5 separate regions of the Mus musculus genome follow, and all the other regions are linked to region 5. Evidence: chromatin contacts called from public promoter capture Hi-C data. All regions are on one chromosome and are shown on one strand. Each heading gives the region's core, a stretch centred on a gene start, on an enhancer-like site or on the middle of the called end of the contact. The rest is flanking DNA. Distances are from core to core; before and after follow the strand shown.

Region 1 (2,700 bases), core at 191-2,690, 3.2 Mb before region 5:
AGGCAGGATTTCAGGACAATGCTGATAGGAGCTGGCCTGCTTACTCCATTCCACCACTCTCAAGTTTCCAAAGGGCGCTGAGTCTACTGCTTTCAGATCACAGGGGACTGTTAGGGACAACGTTAGAGCCACATTAGAGCCACGACAGGTGAGACCTCCCAGATTTCAGAACTACCATTAAGGACGGGGAAACTTCGAATGTTAAAAGCATCAACAACCAGGCCAAAAGTATCTGAAACTTCCTAGTAGAATAACCAGTCAATTATAATTGGTCATTTCTTGGAAAGACGTATTATGCTAACAGGTGATTACACTGGAAATGATTCACAATTAGGAAAAGCAAGGAGAACGAAGGGCTAACAACAAATCACAAACCCTAAATAGTAATGGAACTAGAAGCGTCAGTTGTTTCCGATCCATTTTTCTTTGAAGTCCATCAGCAAGTCTTTAGTCTGAGGTAAATATAGCTCTCTAGAGGGCAACCTTCCAAGGACATGGGTTACAGGTTCTTCTGGTGCAAGTGAAGTTGGCTTCACTTCTCAAAAAAAAAAAAAAAAAAAAAGGAGAAAGAAGCGAAACCACCTCTCCTTTAGGGTTGATAAGGAAATTTAAAAACGGGCATTTTAATGAGACGAATTTTTAAAATGTCAATCTTTAAAGCAGCAGGAGTAGAGGAAAAATGATTATGGAAAGAGTGCAAGAGTGCACATACTAATCATTAAACTGAGCCAGCTCTCAGCTCCGGCCCTGGTTCCCCAAATCGGAGCGCTTCCGTCAGATGTCCCCAGTGAGAGAGACAGAGAGAAAGGAGGAAGGGCGGCAACATTTAAACTGTAAACAAATCTGGCGAAGACTTCAGATTCTGGATGTCGTCTCAGAAAGCTCTGATTGCAACTCTTTTAGGAATCACTTCGAGAAAACCTTAAGATGGCAAAGCACGACGCGGAGGGGCGCGAGATTCCCTCGGCAGCTTCAGAGCCTCCCGGAGTGGAGGGGACAGAGCCGGGAGCCCCCGATGGCGGCGGGAAAAGCCACCGGCCGGGAGCAAGAACTTCCCCAGATCTAAGCCACCCAGGGCGGGACCGGAGGAAACCCGAGCGGCGGAGGAAGGCGCGCACGGCGCCCCCGCGGCTCCCACCTGGCTGCACTCCGGCTCACTCCCGCCGGCTGGCCGGTCCCCGGCTTCTCCTCCTCTTCCTCTTCCTTGTCCCGAGAAGGGTTCCGCGGAGCGAAGAACCGAGAGAAGCTGTGCCAGGGGGCGCTGCCCCTCCTGCGGCCGCCGGACATCTCCCCACCGGCTCGGCCGCGCCGTCCGCGGGCCCCGACGAGCCGCTGGCCGGAGCGAGGGTGGCCGCAGCCCTGGCTCGCTGAGCGCAGCGAGAGTCGGCCCGGGCCGCCGGCGCGGCTCCTCCAGCCCGGCCGGCACGAGCGCTCCCCGTGCGGCTCCTCCTCCCGCCCGCGCCCGGAGCTGCCCGCCCCCGGGAGGAGCCAGTGGCCGCGACCGCCCTGTCGGCCACAGCGTGCAGATCCGGGAGGAGCAGCCTGGGGATGCTAGGCTCCGGCTTCCCGCCCAAACCAGCCCAGCCCGCAGCCCACTTGGCTTGGCCAACAGTCAACTGTAAATGCTTTGCTTCCCTTTCCCGAGTTAGGGCTGTTTTAAAACAGGGTAATCAATTAAAGTCTGGGGAAACACCTGGCAAGAAGCAGCACCCGCGTGCCCTGCAGCCTGGAACCTGAGCACAGCCTTTCTAAAGACAGTTTCAGCCTGCAAGGGTAGGTCCCATCTGTCCTGCTGTCAGCACCTTGTTTCTGCTTCAGCTGGCTCAGATGAGGAGCCACCAACCCAGGTGTGTTTTAGCGCTCACCCTTCACCTGTGGGCCACTCCCAGAATCCTTTTTCAAAAAAACCGTCCCTGATCACAAAACCAAATCTGATTCAGGTATGACTCAAACTAGAAAAATGCTGAAACAAATATTTGGTTGTTGCGCAGATACTCCTGTATTCTGGAACGCCAAAGGCCCTTAACATTAGTTTAAAACGAATATCTGGTTATGATAAAAATGACTTTATACAGCGGAGCTGCTAACAGAGAAAGCACACAGAGCCATATTCGCCCCAGGTGTATTGTTATAGTTTGTCTGAAGTCAAACTCCAGAGGTATGAAGTTCAAGATAACAGTGGGACATTTAGTAACTAAAAATGTTATGTGGGCAAATCACATGAAAATAGGGTGATAGCTGTCTGTGGCTGGCTGGAGAAGTGAGGAGGTTGAACGTCTACCTGTCGGCCCCAAGGAATCATAGTGCCGGTTAAGGAGCCTTCCCGCGGACCCACAGCTACCCCTTTGAGGCATTTTAATCTGTCAACTGGATCTGAAACTAGGAGTATGAGAGTAAGAAAAAAATTAGGATCAGATACAGATGGACAAGCAAATTCTTCCATGCAGCTACAGGGCCTGGAGAATAATGTGCCTCCCCAACGCAATGTTAGCTGACTAGCAGTTGCCTCCCCCTGTTGCCCTGTGACAAAAAGTGGTCCTACACCTCAGTGTTGGCACAGAGGGTCCAGGCAAGGAGTCTGTCTGGGGATAAAAGTGTCTGGGCGTCAATAAGATTATGAGGCAAATTCTGATTTTCAATAATACTATTTCTCTCAATTAGCTGATAGGAAAATGTTATAGTAGTCCACGTATTAATGTT
Region 2 (2,700 bases), core at 187-2,686, 4.4 Mb before region 5:
GAGGACCATGGACGACTTGCAGAAGCCAGTTCTCTCCTAGCAACCATGTAAATTCTGAGGATCAAACTCAGATCGTAAGGATTGTCAGCAAGGGCTCTTAACCAATGGCCTATCTCTCTGGCTTTGCATCCCAGTATAGGTGCTTCTCAGCTTATGATAAGAGTCACATTTGATAAACCCACCATCACTTGAGAACACGTTAAGTCAAGGGAACATTTAATACACTCAAGGTAGTAGACATCCTATGCCAGTATCAGTTTGCTGTACAGCATCCGTTGCTTAGCGTTGAGAAGACCCAGCTGCCAGAAATTATGGCTTGTTAAAGGCAGTCATCAGCAGGACAGGGCACAGCAGCAATACTGTGAAAAATCAACCACCATAAACTGAAAGGTAATACAGATGCTCTATAGTTACTTCCTTTGCTATGCAAACTGTTCTATCTTACTAAGTCCCTGTTTGTTAAAGGTACAATACTTTTTTTTTTTTTTTTAGGGAGTCCCTAATTAAAAATATCCCTGATGGTTTCTCTTTATAAATCTACTGTCTAGTTCTGTGGATTCTTCTTTAAAGACTGCTCTTTCTTCTGCCATACTGCCTGCTCAAAAACTCCATCAAATTGCCTATTATTTGAATTTGTACTTGTTTCATTCTGACGTGCATGATGTACTGACATTTCTTCCCCATTCCAAAACCTGCAAATTATCTATAAAGTGGCTCTAATTCCTGGGACTTCTCTGAGCACAATTTTACAGATAGTGGACTTAAATAGTCTCAGCAACACGGGTCTTATTTTATACTTCCTCTCCAAAGTCCTAGAAGCTATCTTTGCAAAAACTGAACACTACATTTGTAATTGTACCCGCAGATGTTGCTGCAATTGACTGCAGTTTTAATTAAGAAAAACATACTCTGCTATTTAAAAACAGTCCCTTAAATACAGCTCCCAGCTGAAATCTTCCAGCATCCAGCCATCCCACCCCTTCCAGTGGCCTGATGTTCGACGGGGGAGGAGCCAGGAGCAAGCAGGCTCTGGGAAGCTGGAGAGCGCGGGATGGGGAAGTCCCGGAAGTCACTGACCAGAGAGTCTCGGCGGGTTCTCTCTGGGCAGTGGTCCCAAAAACTACAGGCTCTTCAGCGGGGCGGGGACCGCTCCCGGCCCCGGCTTGGGGGCGAACCCGGATCGAGGGAGGCGGGTGGGACGCTCCCAGAGGTCCAGGGCGATTGGCAGACGCGGATGAGGGGCGGTGGAGCTTTAGGAGAGGAGCTAACAGGTCGACAGAGCAGACGGCGTGATGATTGGACGGCACGGAAGGAGCTGGACCAGATCTGGCCGCTCATTGGTCTCAGCATGAGGAGGAGGCGTGGCCAGCGCGCGCGGGAGGGAGGGAGGGCGAGAGAGCGGGGCCGGCCCGCCCGAGAGACGGTCGGTCTACGAGCGCGGCGGGAGCGCGTTCCAGCTCGGGCCCCGGTGCTATCCTCCGATCCGCCGCGCTCCGGCCTGGGGTCTCGGGGCGGGAAGCTCGGTGAAGCGGGCGCGGGGAGCAGGGCGGAGGGGACGAGGCGCGCTGCGCTGCCGCCCGGTCCTCACCGGGTGCTGCGGGCCCCGGGCGCGCGGGGCTCCGCGGCGCGCGCACTATGCGGGCGGATTGCCGGCCGCCGCGATGGCGAGCCGGGCGCCGCTGAGAGCCGCGCGCAGCCCCCAGGGTCCCGGAGGCCCGGCCGCGCCCGCCGCCACCGGCCGGGCCGCGCTGCCCAGCGCCGGCTGCTGTCCCCTCCCTCCTGGCCGCAACTCCTCCTCCAGGCCTCGACTGCTCCTTCTGCTGCTCCTACTGCTCCAGGACGCTGGAGGCCAGCAAGGTGAGTGGTGGCCCGCACCGGTCGGCCTCCTGAGGCTCTTGGCTGTTGGAGGAACCTGCCGACGAACCCAGAGATGCAGAGACACCACACTGGCGAGGCTGATGTGGCGGGGACCGGGGCGGGGTGGTGGTGCCGCCCGGTGTCTCAAGTTTGTGTCGCTTTACTTTTCCGCAAAGCCATTCATTTCTGTGAAAGAGGGACGTATGAGACCCTGCCGTGGAGGCCTCCTTGCTGTCTCCTTCTGGACTGATGGACGGAGTCGGGAGCAAATTAAAAAGCATCTTGAGCTTATTAAAGACAGGCAGGGATTGCTGTTCTTAGGGATAGCGCCCAGGTTCTAACGCGAATGAAGCAAATTGCAGTGCTCTCTAGAGCCTTGCTTACGTTTGCAATTCGTTCTTCAGAGCACCTGCCCATTACTGAGGACCGTGGTTTGTAGATTGTCTTGATCAAACACAGAAGTGGCCCAGAGTAGCGGTCCACTACCAAAAGCGCAAACTTTCTCAGAAAGTGACAAAGCTTCTTTTCCTTCTACAATCCCATTCCAGAAGCGGGAACAACTGTTGGTTGATAAATCATCAACAATAGAAAGAGAATACAGGACTGAACTTTTTAGTGTTGCTGCTTTGGGCAGCGTACCACATTCTGTTTGGCTTTATTTCTTCCATGGCTTTTCTTGTTACTAATTGCTAGGGAGAGTTTCTTGAAATACGTTTTCCATTTCTCAGTTCAGCTTCCCACTGTGTGCACTTTTTGTCAGTAAGGAATATCTTCAAGGTCATGGGATTGTCTCTTGGGAAGGTGCAGCCTTGATGGACGTGTGAGAGGTAATCGCTAAGAGAA
Region 3 (2,700 bases), core at 201-2,700, 4.1 Mb before region 5:
CCACTATTTATGACAGGCTTCTCCTCTTCATCTGGGACAATCGGGAGTTGTAAAAAGCTACTTCTACTGATCTTATTCAAACACTGGACATTCAATTGTAAATAATGCTTTAATGATTCCTTAACAATCCTCAGGTCCTCTGCCTGACATTTTTTACATTTTCTTATCTATAGATTCTATTTTCAAAAGTCCATATATTGAAAACCAAAGGCAATCTTATCTTAAAGATTATGAAGTAAATTGTCCAGTGTCTTAAGATTGGTTTACTAACCTCAGTGTTGATGTTTGCCAAGTTAGTTCATCTTCATGGGCTTCAGTTTCTCTGTCTACAAACTTAGGCTGTTTCTTTTCTTCTTAAAAAATGTCTCTTTACCAGAATTGGTTGCACAAGTTACTTCAGGAAGTAGACGTCTCATGAAGGCCGGTGGATGAAGACATCTGCTGCATAAGTGCATTCACAAGTCTTACTGTGGATTCACTATTCGACTCTACACACTCATCGAGCTTTCAAGATGACACCTGAGGCAAATTACGTTTTCATTTGATGCTATCCGTGAAAATCTAGTCATGCCTTGTGGATACTGGGCTCTGCCAGAAGTCCTTTTCCAGACACAGCCTGTGATGGTGAACCGGAACCACAAGCTAAAGGCAAACGATTTCTAACTTAAAAAAAAAAAAAAAAATCTTCTCTACCTGTTTAGAAATTCCTGTGAAGTATTTGAGGGCTTAGAATCATTCCATTGCTTCCATGTCACACAGCCATCTGTCTCCGAGGCTACCCACAACTTTTTCTGTTGAAAATGATCTCTAAATTCCATTTCATATTACATTCACACTTTAAAGTAACATTTTTGAAATCTAGTATCCTTCGGATTTACAAGTTGGGTTTTTTTTTTTGTTTTGTTTTTTTGTTTTGTTTTTTACAACTGAAACAAACAGGGAACTTGATTACAGTAGAGAGCAAATAACAGATTTCTTCAAACAAGAATAACGTAATTATATCAGGTTATAATGCTAGTTTAGTTAGATCCTTAGTTACATTTAAACAAAACAGAAGAACACGTTGTTCAAATGGGAGGGACGATGTAGGAAATGGGAGGGGGGTTGATATTTGAAGAGTAGAGTTCCATTAAAGTTCATCAACTCCGTAGTACTGATTTTTAGAGGTAGGGTGTTATCGTAGGGAAAACAGAAGACTCGACGTTAGATCTCGGCTAAATCAAAGCCTTTGACTATGGTTGACCAAAGATCCTCCCCCATCACTTTCTGGAGCTTGGTCCCTCCTTTTTTGAGGTGTAACAATCCCGCAGTTAAGACTTCAGCTTTCCTCACTGATCTTCAGAGTTCTTTCTTCGGAGAGAACTACATTCCCCACAATTCCTCGCGCGTCGTCAGGCATGCTCTCCTCTGGCTCTAGCCCCTTCTCCTCCAGTATTCCTACAAGTCCCACAAGGCCCCTCGGCCCAGGGCCGCTTTGGCCCGGCCTGGGGTGGAGGTGGAGGCGGAGGCGCGGGAGTTATGGAGGGGGCGGGCTCTGCAGGGAAGTACGTCAGAGGAGGCGCGGGGAGAGTAGGGTGCTGTGGTCGGAGCTGGAGGGCGAAGCCGGTGGAGTGAGAGGATGGGCGGTGAGTTCGCGGGGTCGCGGGCCGGCTCGGCTCGCGACCTGGGGAAAGGGCTCCTTGCTGGCGCGGCCAGGCCCGGGGGCTGGAGCGGCAGGCGGGGCGGGGAGGGGCGGGGCTCCGGGCCAAGGGGCCGGGGCTGGCTGGGTTCGGGTACCCAGGGCGCTCGCCCAGCCCTGCCGGTCTCCGCCCGCCCATGCCAGGCCCTGCTGTGCGGCCCAGGGTGACTGCGCTAGGCGCAGCTTCCAGAACCCGGCCTTTAAGGTCATCCGAGAGCACCAGGATGGACGAGAATTTTGAGAATCAGAATACAAATCGCACTTGCTGGGCTATTGATGACTGTAGTCGCCCCGGTCTTTTCCCCAGTCACTCCCCATTTTCCAAACTCCGCTCCCCAGTTTGTAAGCCTGTTTTCACGGGTGCTTGAGACGAGGGGTTTGGTGCTGTCACGGTGTGCATACATTTGGCAGGGTTTGACTCAGCGTGATCTTGCCTTGAGTCATTTTACCGCGGCCATTTACTACCGCCGTGGAGCCCTGTCCACGCCTAGGGAGTGTTCAGATTTTGCCTAAGTCACTTTTCTGTTTGCGAGTAGGGATTATTTAGTTTTTATGGATCTGTGCTATATTTTAGGATATACGGAGCAGTATTACAGTTTGGGAGGTTGAGAAGTGTGTAATGGAATGGGGGGCGGGGAGAGTAAGGAGTGAAGAATCCGGTTGTGTCAAGAGGCTTGGCTTAGCTTTAATTGAATTGAAGGAGATTGATAACTAACATGGTGTTTTTGCTCTCTTTGCTATGACATACATTTAAACTTTCCCCTCGGGTTAACACCTTCAACTCTGATTTCCAACTTACACCTCACTTCTGCCCTTATTTATAATTGTAAGCCTCCCCACTAAAAAAGCTGGGGGGTCTTCGTTTCCTATTCTGCTGTCTTTTTTCTCACACAAGCCTGAAAACACATAGCATGTTTATAGCTTGTGTAAAAATCCACTCTGCATTTAAGGTGTGCACGCTGCACTGCTGACCATGGGCATGTCTGTTGTTTGTACCTGTAATGTGTATGTCCTTTTCAGTG
Region 4 (2,700 bases), core at 33-2,532, 3.3 Mb before region 5:
CTCTACCATCTATCATTTATCTGTCTTTCTATGTTATTCTAGGTCACGTTTCGGCTGAGATTGAAGTAATCTAATTGTTCTTGTTCATTTATATGAAGGATGGTGTATAGTGTAACTCACAACGAAGTAATTAATTGCGCAAGGGCCATCAAGTTATACAACACATCAACTCAAAATATTACCCTACTTTTTCTGAAGTATTTTTTATTTGATTCTCTCATGATATTATCATTAGCTCCTTTGATTGTAGCCACTTGTGCTGATGAAATTCTTCATAAGTTTTACTTGGTTAATATACATTATATTACTGTGCTATGCTTCATATAAAATAATTTGACCTCTATGTGGATGTAGAAAAAAACAAAGATTTTTTTATTATTAATTACTGTCATATATGATTTCATGACTGTTCCTCTTTTGCCCCTCTGTAGACCCCAATGCTTTGAGGATACTCAGTTGCTAATCCATTACCTAATAAATAACCAACTGTGTAAAAACATGCATGTATGCAAAACACTTTGGCACTAAGACTTATTTTCAGGCATTGTGATGGTTTAAAAAGGAGTAGTGGCTCCCATAGGCTGATATATCTGAATGTGTAGACATTAGGGAGTGGCACAATGTGAGAAGGATTGGGAAATGAGACCTTTTTGGAATAGGTGTGGCCTTGCTGGAGGAAGTATGTCACTGGGTGTGAGTTTTGAGACATTAAAATAAAGAAAAACTTAAAAGGATTGGAATGAAAATATATGAAGTCTAAACAAAATGGTTGGTACTAAAATTGTTAAGTTACCCGGGCGTGGTGGCACACGCCTTTAATCCCAGCACTCGGGAGGCAGAGGCAGGCGGATTTCTGAGTTCGAGGCCAACCTGATCTACAAAGTGAGTTCCAGGACAGCCAGGGCTACACAGAGAAACCCTGTCTCAAAAAACAAACAAACAAACAAAAATTGTTAAGTTAATAACAATCGTATACATATTAAAGCCATATACAATGACGGTTTTGGATCTTTTGTGGACCGATGGAGTACAAGCACTCTCTCAAGAAGCATGTTCTTGTATGTGTGTGTTAATAAAGGGAACTGTCCAAATTTATAGATTTCCCTCTAACTTCAGATTTGAAGGTAGCAACTATAAAAAGCACATTCACGTTCTGTGACCTTTAGGTTCATAGGCCAGAGCAGGGGAAGGCCTGTAGCTGTAGGCAGGAGCAGGGATGTGGTCCGGGGGCGGAGCCAGAAGTCCGGGGCGGGGCCGCGTCTCGTGGGCGGGGTCGCGTCTCGTGGGCGGGGCCGCGTCTCGGGAGCCCGCCCTGGACGTGACCACGCCGTCGCGCCCTTCCATGCCTTAGCTGGGTCAACTTGCGGAAGACACGCAACAGGCCGTGCCGGTGCAGCGCGTGGGACGCGGGTCAGGCTGAGAAGTGCAGCTCTGGAGGGCTGGGGCCTAACTGGTGAGCCGGGTGGCTGAGGGCTGGGGACCTGGCCACGTGCACCGCCGGACTGGTGGCGGGCGGCACACGCCGGCGAGCTAGAGCCAGGCTGCGCGCGCAGACGGGGAGGGGCAGGGACCACGGTCGCGGACTGAGGAGGGGCGCGGGGACTGTCGCCCAGCTCGGGACTTGGAGCGTAGGTTGCCTTTTTATCTCCACGTGAGGAAGACTGCCTGTCTGCCTGCCTGCCTCCAGGATGTCCAACAAGTGACTAAACAGGTTTCAGGAAGTCTACCAGCGGTCATGATCTGAACTTCCGGCGCCGGGAGTTGGGTTTCACCAGCTCCTTTTTAATACCTGGATGCCTCTGAACTTTTGGGCTGCATCTTTCGTGACCTCATGGACCCCCCGAATACACATAATTCGTATTCTGTTTATATAAAGCTGCAAAAAAACATAACTGCCATTCAGTGAGACATCTCTGAATTAATGAAAACTTTTCTGGGTGCTGAAGACAATTGCTTTCAGTTAGCCTGGTGATTTTCTTACAAGCAATATATAATTAAAAAGTATTTCACCACTTTATTTATTTTATGTGTGGATGTACACAGGCTATGATGTACCGGTGGAGGTTGGTGGACACTTTGAGGGAATCCTTTCCTTCCAGTATGTGGGTCTCAGAAATTAAACTAAGTGGACAGCAGGTGTCTTTACCGCCTGAGTCATCTCTCAGGCCCATGGTGTATAACTACTGTCAGGTGTGATTAATTGAGCTAAGTTCAATCTAGTCTTCTCTAGGTTAGTGGGCCTACAATTCGTTCATTAAGGACTTCTGTGAATGTAGATTTCTGCCTCCAGCATCAGAAGTGGTACTCCACTAGGTTTGATGTGTGCATCTAGACATTAGCGTGTACCACGCTTTGCTGGTAAAATACTGCTACCATGGAGAGAGACGTCCCTGCCAGGGCTGCTAGTGAGTATTGATATCTATGGTTACTTGTACAGAATAATAGTCCTAATTGTGCAAACCTCCTCCTCCTCCTGTCTTTCCCAAGTGGTGGTGGTCATGGGGTTTTTTTTGGGGGGGGGGGGTTTGTTTGTTTGGGGAGCTAGTGAGTAAGGCTTTTGAGAATTTGCTAAGAAGAAAAAGTGAAGAAAAATTCTGACTTAACTGTCTTGTGCCATACTTGGCTAGGTTTGTGCAAGGTAGAGGTAGCTATCTCTTAAGACACTCTGTGGCTTCTTGTCATTAAGTTTTACCATGGGAA
Region 5 (2,700 bases), core at 100-2,599:
ACTTGGCCATGTTCATGCATGCTAGGCTTATTTAGATTGGTCTGTCCATGTGCACATGTGCTCCACATACAGATGGCATGGTGACAATAATTGCCAAATAAAGCCTGACTTTAGCTAAGATAGAGGAACACTGACTTTAAGGACTTGGTATTACCTGAATTTCATTAAGTTAAATTTCTTCCAAGTTAGGATTTTTATTACAGCGTTGTTTTAAAATGTGGTGCCTCCCCATTTTACAGATAAAAGCCAAGTGCTTGAGAGGGCATTACTATCTGCCCCACATTTCTACATGCCAGGTGATTCCTTCACACATAAAATGTACAGTCACCTCCTCCCTCCTGGACTGTGCCACTCTCAAGGAGGTATTTGCTACATACTTCCCTTTCCTCTCACAAAATATCAAGAGACGAACCATACTGACCTTACTGTACTCCAGGAATCCCCAAGTTCTTTCGAATACTGTTTGTCAAACTGATCCAACACAACTCTGCATAGCTGTTTGGCAAGCTTCCCCTCTGATTTTGCTTTCAGCTATGATGATAAGAAAAAGGTGCTGACAACACACTGTGATATCACATATTTATTGAAAGTTGACAGTGACATTAAATTTTCTTTATATCTCTACTTATTCGTGGAGACTTCCATACCTGTCTACAACATACTTTAATAAACACGTCTCCACACCACTCCAACTCCACCCAGACTCCCACTGTGTGTTCCCCTTCCAACTTCATGTCCTTTTAAAAAATCCACTCGGGAACAATTAGTGCTGTCGTTATGCACATGGGGGTGTGGAGCCATACCCCAAAGACAACTCTCTCCCGGCCTCAAGCCAGCTACTGCCAATAATAGCTAGTCAGGAGTGGGGCTTCCTGATTTTTAAAATGTCAGTTCCTGCCGTTGGATCAACTCCTTACTTGTAACAAAATTATTTCATGGTTTTTCTCGAAGTGGTAATTACCAAGTGTTAGAGGTGAATCTATGCTAAAAAAAAAAAAAATTCAGAAGCCATAAAAGTTTTGTTGTTGTTGTTTGTCTTTTAAAGTAAGACTGTAAAGAAAAAAGTATTCCAAAGTTTATTTACGGAAATAAGCATCGCCCCAACTTTCTGGCTCTCCCCTCATCACCGGGGTGCACCCAGGGCTGAGAAAGCTCGCAGTGACAATGTCGCCGGCCCGCGGGACAGCAGCAGCACCAGGAACACACTCAGCACGGTTCCGGGCTGTGGGCAGTGCGGGTCCCATCCCAGTCCACCCTGCCTCTCGGTGGCTTCAGCCCGGGGCGCTCGACCGCCAGAGCCTCACCCGAGTCAGCATGGTCCCCGCCTGAGCTCGCCAACTACGGGTCTCCGCTAGAGTTCGCGCGGGGTAACACGAAGAAACGCCATACTTCCGGGTCCTGCGAGGAGGTCACAGATGGGCTGGCTCGCAGTTCCTGTTTCCGGTCTCGCGAGATTGTAGACAAAAATCTCGCGGGAGACTCAGGTCCTGCAAGAGGCGGAGCCAAAGCTCTCTGGGGACTCCGGAGCTGCTGGGGTGCGAACCCCGAGCGAAGGGTGGAGTGTGGGTGCTGGTTTACAGAGTCACCCTTCCTGTCTCTGTTCATGGGGTCGAGAGAAGACCTGTATCAGTGTTTTAGATGCACAGGCATTGCTGGTTTACAAAACCGAACCCCGCGATGAGAAAAGCGGTAGAAAGATTAAATCGCGCCTCTCCTTACATTTGCCCGAGTCACTCTATCTTCAAACTGGGAAGTGATAAATGTTACACCGGAAGTACCGACTGCCCCCACTGAGACTGCGGGCATGTGCTGAGGGCTGGCCGTTAGCATGCTCTGTAGCCAGCTCGACAGGGATGCAGATATTTCCAGACATGCTCAGGTCTCCATCTATCAGCCTCTGAAAGAATGGACCCAAAGTATCAGGCTGAGAGAAGGAAAGAGGGGACAGCCATAGGGAAACTTGTCTTCTGGAAAGAGCTTTCCAACAGCTCTAAAATGTCAGAGCGTCTTCTAACAGGGTGAGATTGAACCCGGATGACAATGGCCAAAGACACGGGCGGAGGTTGGGTACGGGGTTCCACTGGATGTCTTTGTTCCTCTTCCCAATGTGGTCACCTTGAATAAACGGCCTTTTTCTGCTTTCCAGTTTCAATTTTGTTTTTTAAATAGGCTGATTTATTATAGGTGGCTGGACTTTGATATAAGAACTGTCACATCATTGGTACTTGAATAATACCTGTTTTCACCAAGCACTAAGACCACACTCCCAAGGACCAGGAAGGACTCACCAAGGCCCTGGCCTACTTCAAGCATCAGTGTTGACATTGTTAGGAATAACCACTCATTAGCATTTGCCTTGTTCTCTGGTAACAAACCAGAAATGTCTCAGAGATGATTTGGTCTCCTATAGTAACTAGGCATCTTCACGTTGAGATGGCACTCGATGCTCAAAGTATCAGTATAGGATATGCGATAGGTAGGTGCTGGACTCTCCAAATCCTATACAAAGGAAATGTCTTCTACACGAATGTGATTTAAAGCTTAGTTGGTTTTATTTTTTGTTTGTTTGTTATTTTTTTGTAAGTTCCTCAGTAATCTATAGTGTGTTAGAATTTTGATTCAGTATAAAATAAAATAATTGGTATGCAAATGACTACATGAATACACACCTGTTCTATATTTGAGAAAAAGTAATTCATT

Evidence for each region. Promoter capture Hi-C pulls out the DNA fragments that hold promoters and counts their contacts.
Region 1: a contact with region 5 is called in a promoter capture Hi-C map of pre-B cells. The contact joins the promoter of Crybg3 here to the promoter of Nsun3 in region 5. A contact is called at or near these places in 3 of 39 promoter capture datasets (cranial neural crest, frontonasal cranial neural crest and pre-B cells).
Region 2: a contact with region 5 is called in a promoter capture Hi-C map of pre-B cells. The contact joins the promoter of 4930461C15Rik here to the promoter of Nsun3 in region 5. A contact is called at or near these places in 2 of 39 promoter capture datasets (cranial neural crest and pre-B cells).
Region 3: a promoter capture Hi-C map of pre-B cells shows a contact between it and region 5. The contact joins the promoter of Cldnd1 here to the promoter of Nsun3 in region 5. A contact is called at or near these places in 4 of 39 promoter capture datasets (cranial neural crest, liver, pre-B cells and 1 more) and 2 of 484 Hi-C or Micro-C datasets (CD4 T cells and pre-B cells).
Region 4: a promoter capture Hi-C map of pre-B cells shows a contact between it and region 5. The contact joins the promoter of Riox2 here to the promoter of Nsun3 in region 5. A contact is called at or near these places in 5 of 39 promoter capture datasets (the 3T3-L1 cell line, the HPC-7 cell line, cranial neural crest and 2 more) and 1 of 484 Hi-C or Micro-C datasets (CD4 T cells).

The regions. Positions count from the first base shown.
Region 1 is chr16:59,599,607-59,602,306 of GRCm38.p6, forward strand. Crybg3 (beta-gamma crystallin domain containing 3) reads right to left here and starts at 1,441. Exons shown (of 22, transcript NM_174848.4): 1 at 1,139-1,441. The coding sequence starts at 1,287.
Region 2 is chr16:58,407,095-58,409,794 of GRCm38.p6, forward strand. 4930461C15Rik (a long non-coding RNA gene) reads right to left here and starts at 1,437. Exons shown (of 4, transcript XR_384912.2): 1 at 1,078-1,437. Dcbld2 (discoidin, CUB and LCCL domain containing 2) reads left to right here and starts at 1,441. Exons shown (of 16, transcript NM_028523.3): 1 at 1,441-1,857. The coding sequence starts at 1,662.
Region 3 is chr16:58,726,460-58,729,159 of GRCm38.p6, forward strand. It overlaps Cldnd1 (claudin domain containing 1), which reads left to right and starts at 1,451. Exons shown (of 6, transcript NM_171826.3): 1 at 1,451-1,625.
Region 4 is chr16:59,470,493-59,473,192 of GRCm38.p6, forward strand. Riox2 (ribosomal oxygenase 2) reads left to right here and starts at 1,283. Exons shown (of 10, transcript NM_025910.3): 1 at 1,283-1,453.
Region 5 is chr16:62,785,367-62,788,066 of GRCm38.p6, forward strand. It overlaps Nsun3 (NOL1/NOP2/Sun domain family member 3), which reads right to left and starts at 1,350. Exons shown (of 6, transcript NM_178925.3): 1 at 1,305-1,350; 2 at 422-531. The coding sequence starts at 1,316.